2 separate regions of the Sus scrofa genome follow, and region 2 is linked to region 1. Evidence: chromatin contacts called from public HiChIP or PLAC-seq data. All regions are on one chromosome and are shown on one strand. The core of a region is the stretch at or near the end of the contact, and the rest is flanking DNA. Distances in the headings are between cores, read along the strand shown.

Evidence for each region. HiChIP or PLAC-seq counts read pairs in DNA pulled down with a chosen protein or histone mark.
Region 2: an H3K27ac HiChIP or PLAC-seq map of skeletal muscle shows a contact between it and region 1, with 7 times the contacts expected there. The contact joins the promoter of SH3GL3 here to the enhancer-like site in region 1. A contact is called at or near these places in 7 of 47 Hi-C or Micro-C datasets (embryonic fibroblasts, fetal heart ventricle, fibroblasts and 4 more) and 1 of 2 datasets of contacts at active chromatin or transcription factors (skeletal muscle).

What each region holds. Positions count from the first base shown.
Region 1 is chr7:51,055,354-51,061,024 of Sscrofa11.1, forward strand. All of the region lies in intron 23 of ADAMTSL3 (ADAMTS-like protein 3), which reads right to left. Among named protein-coding and RNA genes, the nearest start is that of SAXO2, 81 kb to the left of the region's middle. Within about 2 kb of position 3,943, at least 8 of the 83 cell types and tissues checked have an H3K27ac peak or open chromatin away from gene starts, as enhancers often do. A contact at or near this core is called in skeletal muscle, where this site is marked.
Region 2 is chr7:51,512,079-51,518,550 of Sscrofa11.1, forward strand. SH3GL3 (endophilin-A3) reads right to left here and starts at 2,175. Exons shown (of 9, transcript XM_001929079.5): 1 at 1,975-2,175. The coding sequence starts at 2,019.

The sequences.
Region 1 (5,671 bases), core at 2,693-5,192:
CCATCTCTTAGATATGAAAGACTTTCCTTCCCTTTACTCATCTCCTGGAGCACGAAGCACCTGCTTCTCCCTAGTTAAACCCTTGCAGATTCCTACCGCCTACTTGAACACACACAGCATGAAGTTAATTCTGTATCTTCTACCTGTTTATTTCTCCCCATCCTTTCCTGTCAATGAGGAGCTAAAAATGACCTGGGTATAGAGCTTAAATCTCTACCACTGGTAAGTCTGGATTTTCTAAAAGGCAGTGTGTCTTATTTGCTCTAGTTCTTATTCAAGTAATAAATCATCACAGCTATAGTTCTGTCCCCAAACATTTCTTTCTTCTTTCCTCTCCCAAGGGCACCCACAATCCTGACATTGGTATGTGTGCTTCCCATGAATGTTTGTATATTTTTGCCGTGAACTGATACACTCATGAACAATGCCTATGGTTGTGCGGTAGGTTTTAAAACTTTATATGCTATTATATTGTGACTATTGTGTGATTTTAATGATATTTAAATACTATAAAACTCATCTCAAAGTGCACATTCCAGTGATTTTTTAAAAGTATATTCATAAAGTTGTGCAACCATCACTCCTAATTCCAGAACATTTTCATCACCCCTAAAAGACACCTGTGCCTATTAGTCATTATTCTCCATTCTCTTCCATTTTCCTCTTTTAGCCACTGGCAGCCTCTAAGCTGTGTCTGGGGATTTGTCTATTCTAGACATTTCATGGCTATATAATCATATAATATGTGATCTTTTGTGTCTGGCTTCTTTAACTTGCCATAATCATTAAATATTCCATGTTTTAGCATGTATCAATATTTCATTCCTTTTTATGACCAAATAAAATGTCACTGTATGGATATGCTACACATTGTTTATCCATTCATTCACTGATGCATATTTAAGTTGTTTCCACTCGCTGGCTGTCATGAATAAAATGGCTACGAACATTCTGGTTTTTGAGTGAGCATGTTTTAATTTGTCTTGGGTATAAATCTAGGAGTGGAATTGTTGGGTCATATGTTTAACTTTTGGAGAAATTGTCAAACTGTTTTCCAAAGGAGCTCCCTGATTTTAAATTCCCACCAGCAATGCATAAGGCTTCCAATTTCTCCAACTTTTCATTAAGACTTTTATTATCTTGTAGATTATAGACATGCTCATATGTGAAGTGGCATTTCACTGTGGTTCTGATTAATATTTCCATGATGACTAATGACACTGAGCATCTGCTCATGTGATAACTGGTCATTTGTAAATTTTTTTGAGAAATGTCTACTCAGATCATTTGCCCATTTTCAACTAAGTTATTTTTTTTCTTTACTTTTTAAAAATTGAAGTTTAGTTAATATGTAATGTTGTCTCAATAGATTATTTGTCTTTTTATTGCTGAATTATGAGTTCTTTTAAAATTCTGGATACTGTCTTATCAAATATTTGATTTGCAGATCTTTTTTCTTATTCTGTGGGTTGTCTTTTCATTTTCTTGACAGTGTCCTTTGTAGCACAAGAAAAAAAAAATTAAGTTTGAAGAAGCCCAATTTATCTGTTTCTTTTGTTACTTGTACTTTTTGAGCCATTGGCTAAGAAATGATTGGCCAATCCAAGGTGACAGATACACATGCCTGTTTTCTTCTGAGAGTTTCATTTAGGTCTTTAATTCATTTTGCTTTAATATTTGTATACGGTATGAGGTAGGGGTTCAACGTCATTCTTTTGCCAGTGCATATCCAGTATAACCAGCACTATTTAGTGAAAAGATCACACTTTCCCCCATCAAACTTTCTTAGCACCATTTTGGAAGGATTGTGTTTTAAAGATTTATCCATGTTTAATACTTGCATCTCTAATTTATTCATTTTATAATTGTACACTATTCCAGCAAATCAATATGTTATCATGTGTCCTCTCTCCTGATGAAAAAAATTTACTGTTTCTTTTGATTCTTTTTTCTTCTCTCTCTCTCTCTTTTTTTTGGCGGGGGGGTCTTTTTAGGGCCGTGCCTGCAGCATATAGAGGTTCCCAGGCTAGGGGTCAAATCGGAGCTATAGCCGCTGGCCTATACCACAGCCACAACAATGCCAGATCTAAGCCGCATCTGTGACCTATACCACAGCTCATGGCAATGCCGGATCCAGGGATTGAACCTGATCCCCATGGATGCTAGTCAGAATCATTTCCGCTGAGGCATGATGGGAACTCCTTATGTTTCTCTTCTAATCTCTCTCTCTCTCTCACACACACAGTATTACAAACAAAACCGCAGTGTACATTCTAGTAATCCTTTGTGCCTTGCTACAATGGCTACATCTACAAGGAGAATTCCTGGTTTTGAGCATTTTTGAACTGTTCACATTTTACTAAACTGTTCTCTATTGTAGTTCTTCCAAAATACACACTGACTAGCAGTGTATGAGATCTTATTTTTCTATATTCTTGCCAGTCCTCGATAGTTGGCAAGGTAAACTCTAAGTTTTGCTAGTCTAATAGGTATGAAGTGGAAACTTACTTCTATTTTAATTTCTTGATTACTAGTTAGAATGAGAACATTTTCATACACTTATTAGGATTTCACTTTCTGAGAACTACTTGTTCATATCCTTTGCTATTTTTACTTGGGGTTGTTACTTACATTGATTCATAGAAACTATTTATATATTCTGGATAGTGTATAACAAATATTTTTGCCAATAATTGTGGCTTGACCTTTAAATTTGTTGATAGTGTCTTACAGGGTCAGAACTTTTAAATTTTAACATAAAAAATTTTTATCACTTTGTAATAATAGCTTATTGAAATATAACCCACATATCATAAAATTCACCCTTTTAAGGTATACAGTTCAGTAGTTCTAGTTTCTTCAGAGTTGTGTAACCATCATCACTATCTATTACATCTTTCATGTTATACTTTGTACTTCTTGGACGCTCCCCATCCCCAAATCATAAAGCTATCTCTTTTATTATAAAAGCTTTTCAGATTTTAGGTATTTGTTAGAATTTATTTTGGTAGAGTTGTTATATATATTTGTCAAAACAAATTATCTTTTTACCATTGTTTAATAGTCCGTCCTTTATTGATTTTTGATGTGCTGCTATTAAACACTTTTTTTCATATATGCTTGAATCTGCTGTGGGCTATATATTCCATTTATTTGTCTATGTATCTGCCAATACCACACTGTTGGAATTATTCTAGCTTTATAATAACTCTTTATACCTGATAGAGCAAATCTGAACTACCTTGTTATTCTTCAAAAATGCTGGAGCTATTCTTGGTCAGTTGCTCTTTCATATAAATCACAGGATCAATGTGATAAATTCTAGCAATCCTGTAAGGCTCTTTTCTTAAATAATTGGAATCACTCTGAATTTAGAGATCTGAAACTTTGACATTTTCTTGGATTTTCAATGTAGATAATTAATTATACTGTCTGATCTTTTTTTTTTTTTTCCCTTGGCTGACCTTTTTTATTTTTATTTTTTTGGCTGCATATGGGACTCCTGGGCCAGGGATCAGATCTGGGCCACAGTCATGACCTAAGGTGCAGCTACGGCAATGCCAGATCCCTAACCCACAGTGCCTGGCAAGGCACGCAACCTGCCTCTCAGAGCTCCCAAGATGTCACCACAGCAGGAACTCCCACCTCTGACTTTAATAGGAAAGTTTTATAGTCTCACCATTCAAGTGAGCAAGATGTTTGCTATGGGTTTTTTTTTTTTTTTTTTTTGATAGGTACTTAAGTTTAAAAAAAGCCAGGATAAGGATGATCCCTTCTATTACTGGTGTGCCAAGAGGTTTCAACATTGTTTAATAGTCCGTACTGGGACTTATCAAATGCTTGTTCAACATGTGTAAGATGATCACTGTTATCTCCTTAGATCTCTAGGGTAGACTGGAGATGCCCCGTCCAGATGGCCCTTCAAGGAAGGCCTTGGTATCCCAGCTGCTGCCTGTTTTCAGCTGTCATCTCCCTAACAGTTTGCCTCAGCTCTCCAGAGAGCATGCCCTGCTTGGAGAGGGCCCCTTCTAGTGACTGATGGAGGCAGCTGCCTGAAGGCCTGGCCACTGGAGGTCACCGTTAGGTAAGCCTGATGAGCCATGCATGCTTCGAGCTCCCCTGGACATGGCAAGGCTTTGTGGGCTTGTACCACAGACCTCCTTTGCCCTTTGTCCCATCCTGCTTGCTCCCTCCCTTCCACAGGGACCCCTTACACCACACTGCATCTTAGTGTCTGCTTTCAGAAGAGCCAACCCATGACAGCCTTCTTAAAGTATTTTTTTTCTTTTTTCTTTTTTGTCTTTTTGGGGCCACACCCATGACATATGGAAGTTCCCAGGCTAGGGGCTGAATCCGAGCTGCAGCTGCTGGCCAACACCACAGCCACAGAAACATGAGATCTGAGCCTCATCTGCAACCTACAGCACAGCTCAGAGCAATGCCAGTTCCTTAACCCACTGAGCAAGGCCAGGGATCAAACCTGTGGTCTCATGGCTACTAGTTGGGTCCTTTACTGCTGGGTCACGATGGGAACTCCAAAAGGAGGTATTTTTTAACTGTTAAAAAACTTTGCATTCCAGGGAAAAACCCTTCTTAGTTATATACATTTCAGTTTGCTAATATATATTTTTAAATTTATTTTCCTCTGTGTTCATTGCTAATGTGTCCTTTGTAAATCCTATGTATGCCAGCTCCCTGGTAGGAGGCCAGGTGAAGCCCGTAGTGGTAGAACCTTTCCCCCTGAGGCAGGTATGTACCTATGTTCTGTAACTAGCATTATCAGACATTTCTGTTTGTTCACTCATTTTTAACTCTGAGGCATCTTCAACTCTCCCAGAGAATTTTACTTTGCTCTAAGGAGTAGTCGTCAGCACATTCTGTGTTTAAGACAAGTTCTACACTTTTAGAGCTGGGCCACTGGTAGTATTGGCAGTGCCATCCATTTGGGGTTCACCATCTTTCTGGCTCAACCTCATTCCAATCTGTGGCAAGAAGATTTCTTAGAGACTAAAGAGGAGTCCAACACATAAGAACACTTCAGAGCAGAGACTTGGGTCAGCTGCACCTCTGACGAGCTTAAGGAATAAGAAAAACAAGCAACCGAATACACACGTAACAGAAAATGACAGGATAAGTAATGTTCTTACTAAGCATTAACACAAGAAAAAATAAAATATGCAGCTACTGATGTTTACTGGTCATTTTCCTCAGATGAGCTTTCCTCTCTTACCAGCAGGGGGCAGAGAAGGAGCAGTTTAAACTATTCCACAAACCCCCACCCCCTATTTTTTTTTTTTTTTAAGGAAAATCCCTTATTTTCCTTTTTAAAATTTTAATTTTATTGGAGTATAGTTGGCTTACAATTCCTTCCCCCCTCCCATTTTTAGAAGAAACTTTTTAAAAAGAATAAGACAAGCCTCACAACTTAGAACTTTTAACCCTTAGAAACCCAGATTTTCAGGTTCTATAATTTGACATCTTTATTAGAAATACCATCTAAGAGCGACTAGGGAAGTCCCTATTCATATCTATACCACGTAGGTTAAATAAAACATATTTGGCTCTAACTGTGAATCCGATCAAAACGTATGAACACATAAGCTCACTCTCCTGAGTAGAAAACATTTTGAGGGCAACTGAAAATGAAAGAAAAATTTATACATGCCACTGA
Region 2 (6,472 bases), core at 925-3,424, 450 kb after region 1:
GCTCATTTTTTTTAATGGACTGATTATGGATAGTTAAACTAAATGACCTCATCATTAGCATAATATTTCACCAATGCCAATAATTTCCTGGGATTTCATCCATTCACTCTGGTCAGTGATCAGAAACCAATTTCAGTCATCCAAGGGCTGTGTCTTGTTCATCTCTGAGACTCGTGCTATGAAGTCCATACTCAATAGAAGAATATTTTTTAAAAGAGGTTAGTTCCCTGGCAGTGCTAAGGAAGCTGGTATAGCAAGTCTTGCCAGGGTTACCCTGGCACTGCCCTGACACGGTGCCACTTCGGGCTGCCCACTCCTCAGGGCTGAACTCACAGCAGTATGTGTTTACTGCTTCCACCTTTAAAACGTGCCCGCTTTTCTGGGTTTCCATGGCACTTTTCTCTCCTGCATTCTACTAGTTCTTTCCTTCCTTACTAGCTCCTCCACCACCAAAGTTTCATTTATTCAATAGATATTTACTGAGTGGTCATTGCTTATCAAGTCCCAGGCTAAATAAACACTGTCCCTAAATGTGGGTACTCCCTAGAGTCTACGTGTAGCTCACTGTGCATTTTCTCCCTTTCATTTAAAAAATCTCCATTTAGTTTGGAAATACCAAAAAACCTGTAGCTCCAATCTTGGCCTCACCCACTGGCCCCCAGGCCAATGACATCTGAACATCCCACACAGCACTTAGAGTGCCAAAAGCCCAAGGTGAATCCACCACCTCCCTGGTCACCTAACTGGCCCCTCATCCAGGACTCCTTATCACCCCAGTAGAACCACTGTTCACAGAGTACCCCCAGCTGGAAACTGGGGCACCACCCAGTTTCTTCATGGAAGTGATGTAAGTGAGGGGACAGCAAGCAGTGCCTTTCAGCCTGAGACTGACAGAAGAAGAGACTCCTCTAATTCCAGCTGCTCTTTAGGGACCAATTTGTGGGAGAAACAGGATGAGACCTAATCAGAAATGTGAATTCTGAATGAAATCTGTCTAACAGATCAGCAGTGTGGGGTGGGATAGATTTTCCAATGTGAGTTCTGCCAGGGCTGGAAGAGACTGCAGTCTTGGAATACAAATTTTCTTGTCAACACACACACAACACACACACACCAATTTCATGACTCCCTGCCTGTCTTCCTGTTTGCTAGGGCCTCCTTTCCATCCACACCCCCACCACAATTCTTCCTCACATTTAAATCTCAAGTGACGCGACTCTTCCTCCGGGACGCTCTCCCTGACGCCCCTACTGTATTATCTGCCATCCCCTGTGCGTGGAGGTGTGTTTAACACTATTTGTTTATGTGTCTGTCTCGGTGTCTCCCCACCAGACTGAGAGCAGGAGCCTGGTGCCCAGCGCTGGGCCGACCCAGGAAAGAAGGTGGGGAGAGGAAGGACGGCTGTTGAGAGCCCCAGCCTGGGAACTAGGCGCAGTCAGGCGGGGTTCATTTCGATGCGCGCGCGGGGAGCGCCGAGGGCCCAGTGGAGCGCCAAGTACACAGCATCCCCGGATCTACTGACGCTCGTGCGACCGCCAGAGGCTGCAGGTCGTGCCCTGGGGGCTCCCAACCAAAAGGTGGAGGACTTGACGGAGGCCTGGCCGGCAATCTCTGTTGTCCTCCTCCCAGAGCGGGTCCGAGAGAGGCGTCGAGCGAGCCTCCAGGCCTCGGGACGCCCACTCTCTCTCTTGCGCTCGAGACCCTGCGGCCCGCTACCTCTGTTCTCTGCTCCGCAGAACCCCTCAGAATTACAGTGGCTCGGGGGTAGAGCTGGGGCCAGGGACCAGGAAGGAGGAGGCGCCAAGGAGCGCAGAGGAGAGAGCAGGCGGGCCCCTCACTCCACCTCCACGCCCTCTTAGGCGGGAAGAAATCGAGCCTCAAGAGGCCCCTCTGGGAGCCAGAGCCCCAAAGGCCCTGGAGCCTCAGGGGGGACCGCAGGTCCCTGGCCCCCCACCCCCTTCTGTGTCTCCCTACCTGGCTGGCTTTGTGGAACTGCTTCTTCAGCCCTGCCACAGACATCGCGACAGCGCCCGGCCGGGGCTGGATGGTCTCTGGGCTCGGCCGGGCCACGCGGCCGCGACGCGCTGGGGGAGCGGGCGCCGGGGCCGGTCCCCGCGCGGCTGTGCTCCGCCGGGCCCGCCTCCCACGGCCACAGCCACAGCCGCTGTCACACTCGCACACGCGCGCACGCAGATGGCAACACTGCGTTCCAAAGCCCCTGCGCAGCCCATTGGCCAAGCCGCGGCAGTATGCAAATGAAGCCGCTGGGGCCGCCCACGCTTCATTGTTGCGTGGAGACCCGGAGGACTCGAGCCGCAGGGAAACGGGCCTGGGAAGCTGGGCGTGGAGATGTCCCAGGGTCCGGAGAGCAGGGCAACGCAAGGCTATTTGCTGGACGTAGGACCGAATGCATCTAAATTTACGATTGCCCTGGATGGGGAGAGAGGAATCACCTCTCTGCTTCTGGGTCTTGGTGCGAAACCTGCTTTTGCTCACAGGCAATATCGCCTCCCTCAGGCGCATTGTCCGTAGATTTCAGTTTAAAGAAAAGGATGCTCCGAAATACGGCTAGTCAGGAGAGAAATGGAACAGGACAGAGAACCTGCGGTAGGAGGAAGCGTTCTGTGGGCGCGGTTTTCTTTTTTCTTAACCCTACTCGATGCTCTGGGTACAGTCTGGTTTTCTAGGAGCCCAAGAGTTATTGGCTAAGTTAATAATATGGTGCTTGCTCCATAGAGCTCTGAACCCAGTCAACTGTATTAAGAGCAATATCTCCAAGGAACCGTAAACAGCGTTCCTGGAACCGCGGGGAATTCACCAGAGGAGGAAACTAGCTCCCTCGGTAACTCTTACTAGTTGTTTCAGTTACAAAGCATCCTTTTGCACAGAGGCCAGAGAGCCTTCATGGGCAGAGGCCCAGCCAGTGGGTCTGGAGCATCCCATTGATTCTCCTGTTAGAGTTGCCCCTAAAAGGTCAGTCTCTGAGCAGAATCTGGCCTCCAGAGGTCCTATGGCCCCCAAGACCTAAAACCCACTCTTAGCAACATTTAACACTGAAAGAAACAAACATCTTCTTCTTCCAGTCTCCACCTGAAAGAAAGAAGCTCTTCTTTCTGGGCCCTCAACAGATCCCATCTGGGATGACCAAGAGCCCTGTTTCCTGGCGTCCTGCATTTCTCCAGGATAAAAGTCTACGTGGCCTCTCCTTTGCCATTAGCTTCCAACGCTCTTATTTCTGACTTCATCCTAGTGAGGACCGGGCTGATAACTCCATCTGCCTGTGCCTCAGTTTCCTCCCTTTCCCTTTAAAGGATGTGACTGGGAGAAGTCTTCCTCTGATATAGGAGGAAACAAATGAACTTAGTGAAGGAGACAAAGGCAACCGTTTGGAGGTTTAATAACTATGACTTGCATGAGTGCTGTGGGCTTGACTGGCTTGACATATAGCTGACACCAGCCACAGATAGCTACCTAGAAAGTGAGAGGGTGGTGACAGCTAGGTGACCTGTCCACACAACAGACTGAACCCCACTCAGCAGCAGGGGAATTACTAGGAAGGCAGGGCAGTTGGCGGTCAGGGCCACATGGAACAGACCTTCTTCCTCTGTGTCCAAGAGTCTTTAAATAGAAATGTTTTGAAAGAACTCTCTCCTAAACAAGTCTGACTCTGTGTCCTTGGGGAAGGGGGGTGAATTTTTTTAACTTTTTGGCTCTTTTCCCATGGTTGATAGTATATTTTCAAATTGTCTACATCAGTTAATTTCGGTAACTCTTCATTTAATCAAGGATAACATTGTACATCATATTCTCATCACTTTTTAACAGCAGAATCTCTCCCTTACTCCTTTTCCTTCATAAAAATATTTGTGATTTTTCTTAATTTTTTCTTTAAGTCTTTCTAATAAGGATTGTTAAAGATTTGCCCATTTTGTTTTTTAAAACAGTTCTTGAGTTTATCATTGCTATATATTTTTTTCTCTCATCAATTACTATCTTTATTTATTATTCCTTCATTCTGTTTTCTTCAAGAGAATTGAAGTTATTCACAGGAGAAACTGACCCTAAGCTGGAAAAGAATGTATTGGAGAAGGGTATCAGGCAGCTCAGAGGTTCAGGGGATGTAGGGAGCAGGTGAGGGATGGGCAGGAACTAGGAATCTGAGGATCAGATCGCCAGCATGTCCAGGGGCAGCGTGGTGCAGCTGTGCTGGCTTCATCACTGGATGCAGGCTATAGCTACCAGAATGAAGACTAGACTGTTCCCTGCTTCTTGCAGACACTCCAGATTCAAAGTTCAAGGGGACAGCATCTGACTAGCTAAATCTAGATGGTATGCCCCAGCTCTAGATATCTAAGATTCCCACCATGGTGGGTTTCCCTAATAGAGGAAGAAGCTTCAGATGCTAGGCAGCCAAAAAACCAAACAAATGAAAACAAAACTACAAACAGCAACATAAATGCCCACTAATATTTGTCTGGGAATTCCTTGATTTCTTCAGTCAAATATGTGTTTCATTTTTATACATCCTTGTTTTATAATCAGCACATGTAAAACTACAAATTTTCCTCCTGAGTGTGGCTTTGGTTTCACACCTTGTTTCCATTACAGAATGTAATTCTTTTGATTGTGTTCTAAATAAATTTGCGATTGAGGAGTTCCCATTGTGGCTCAGTGGTTAACGAATCTGACTAGGAACCATGAGGTTGTGGGTTTGATCCCTGGCCTTGCTCAGTGGTTTAAGGATCTGGTGTTGCTGTGAGCTGTGGTGTAGGTCGCAGACAAGGCTCGGATCTGGTGTTGCCACAACTGTGGTATAGGCTGGCGGCTACAGCTCCAATTAGACCCCTAGCCTGGGAATCTCCATATGCCGCGGGTGCGGCCCGAGAAAAGACAAAAAAAAAAAAAATGTGATTGAAATTTTAATTTCCTCTTTGATCCACATGTTATTCAGGACAAGTTTTAAAAATCTTTTCTAGGTGGCTTGATTTCTTTTATTCATGGTATATTAAATTAGAGACTTGTGGTACTATAGGCAAATATCATGTCTTAAAGGTTTTTTTTAAACATAGTCTAATAAGTTACATATTATAAGTGTATCGCCGAGGTTTGAAATAATATGTATTCCCAGTTTCTAGGGTATAGCTTTTCAGTTCATTAGTAACAGGGCTGTGTGTTCCACTGAAGCTCCTAGCTCAGAGGAAGAGTTCAGACTTGTGCTAGCTGGAGCCACGTTGGTCAGGTCAGGGCTTGCCTTTTACAATGTTATCACCCCTGCAGGATTCGAGGGCCCATAGCTCATCAATCTGTTTAGGGAAGGAGTATACAAATGTCTTGGGCTATTTGACAGAGTTGTGCACATGGGATGAAACCAGTGGGAGAGTAGTGAGACACAAACAAGGCTCACTCTAAACAGAAGGATCTTCAGGCACTTGGTGATCTTCAAGGTCAATGATAAGAGAAGTGCGGTGCTTGTCTCTGGCACTCCAGCCACATGGCAGGGGTTTGGGTGTTTTCCTTTGTTCCTATCCCCGTGGTCCTTGGCTCTCACTTCCCATTTCCTTTCCCTGGTCTGAGAGTACTGTGCTAGTGTGCATTTACACCTCTCTGCCTTGTGCTCAGGCCAGCTCTTGAAGCTAGTCCCTGCAGTCTTTATGTCTGGTCTTGTCATGAGTGGCACCTCTCCCCACGGCCAGGAGCAGAAGGGCCTTGGGCAAGGGACGAGGGGGAGGGAAGCATACTGATTAATGTCTCCAAATATTATCCCATCATGTATCTCATGAGTCAAGTCTTCCAAGCTTATTCTTCAAATGCTCTGTATCCTGATTTTTTTTTTTTTCTGCTTCACTTATTGGACACGGAGAGAGGTAGTCTTCAGTCTCTTGTTACAATTACGATTATGTCTTTTTAGCTCTAAGTATTTCAGGCCTAAGTATATTCTGCCCTTGTTTACGATGGTCATATCTTCCTTAAGACATGTGCTCTTGTAAATAGAATAAAATTTAATTTTGTTTATGGGCCAAAACATGTTTTAAATGTATTTTCCTAGAGAGATTTAAAACATTCACATTTTTTATGAAAAGGAAATATTTGGTCTTAGTTTTGCCATTTTATGGCATGTTACATATGGGAGGGTTTTCCTCTTCCGGTAGCTTCTTCTATCTATTTGTTTCAAAAGTTTTCTTTGCTTTTTCTTCCCTTTTACTTTTGGAAGTTATACACCCAATTATTACCCACCAGTGGTTACCACTGTTCTATGAAATAGAAAACATCCTCCGTCAACATCAGTAATTGAACATTGTAGGAAAGCCACAGCATGACTAGCACGAGTGGTGGCCAGGGCCACCTCGTCACCTCCTTCAACTTAAACCAGCGCATGCTTTAGTCCCAGCCATCTGAGAAGCCTCCAGCAAAAACCAGAATGGATCCAGTTTCCTTTGAAACAGGAAGTGAACCAGTTTGAGAATTGGGTACA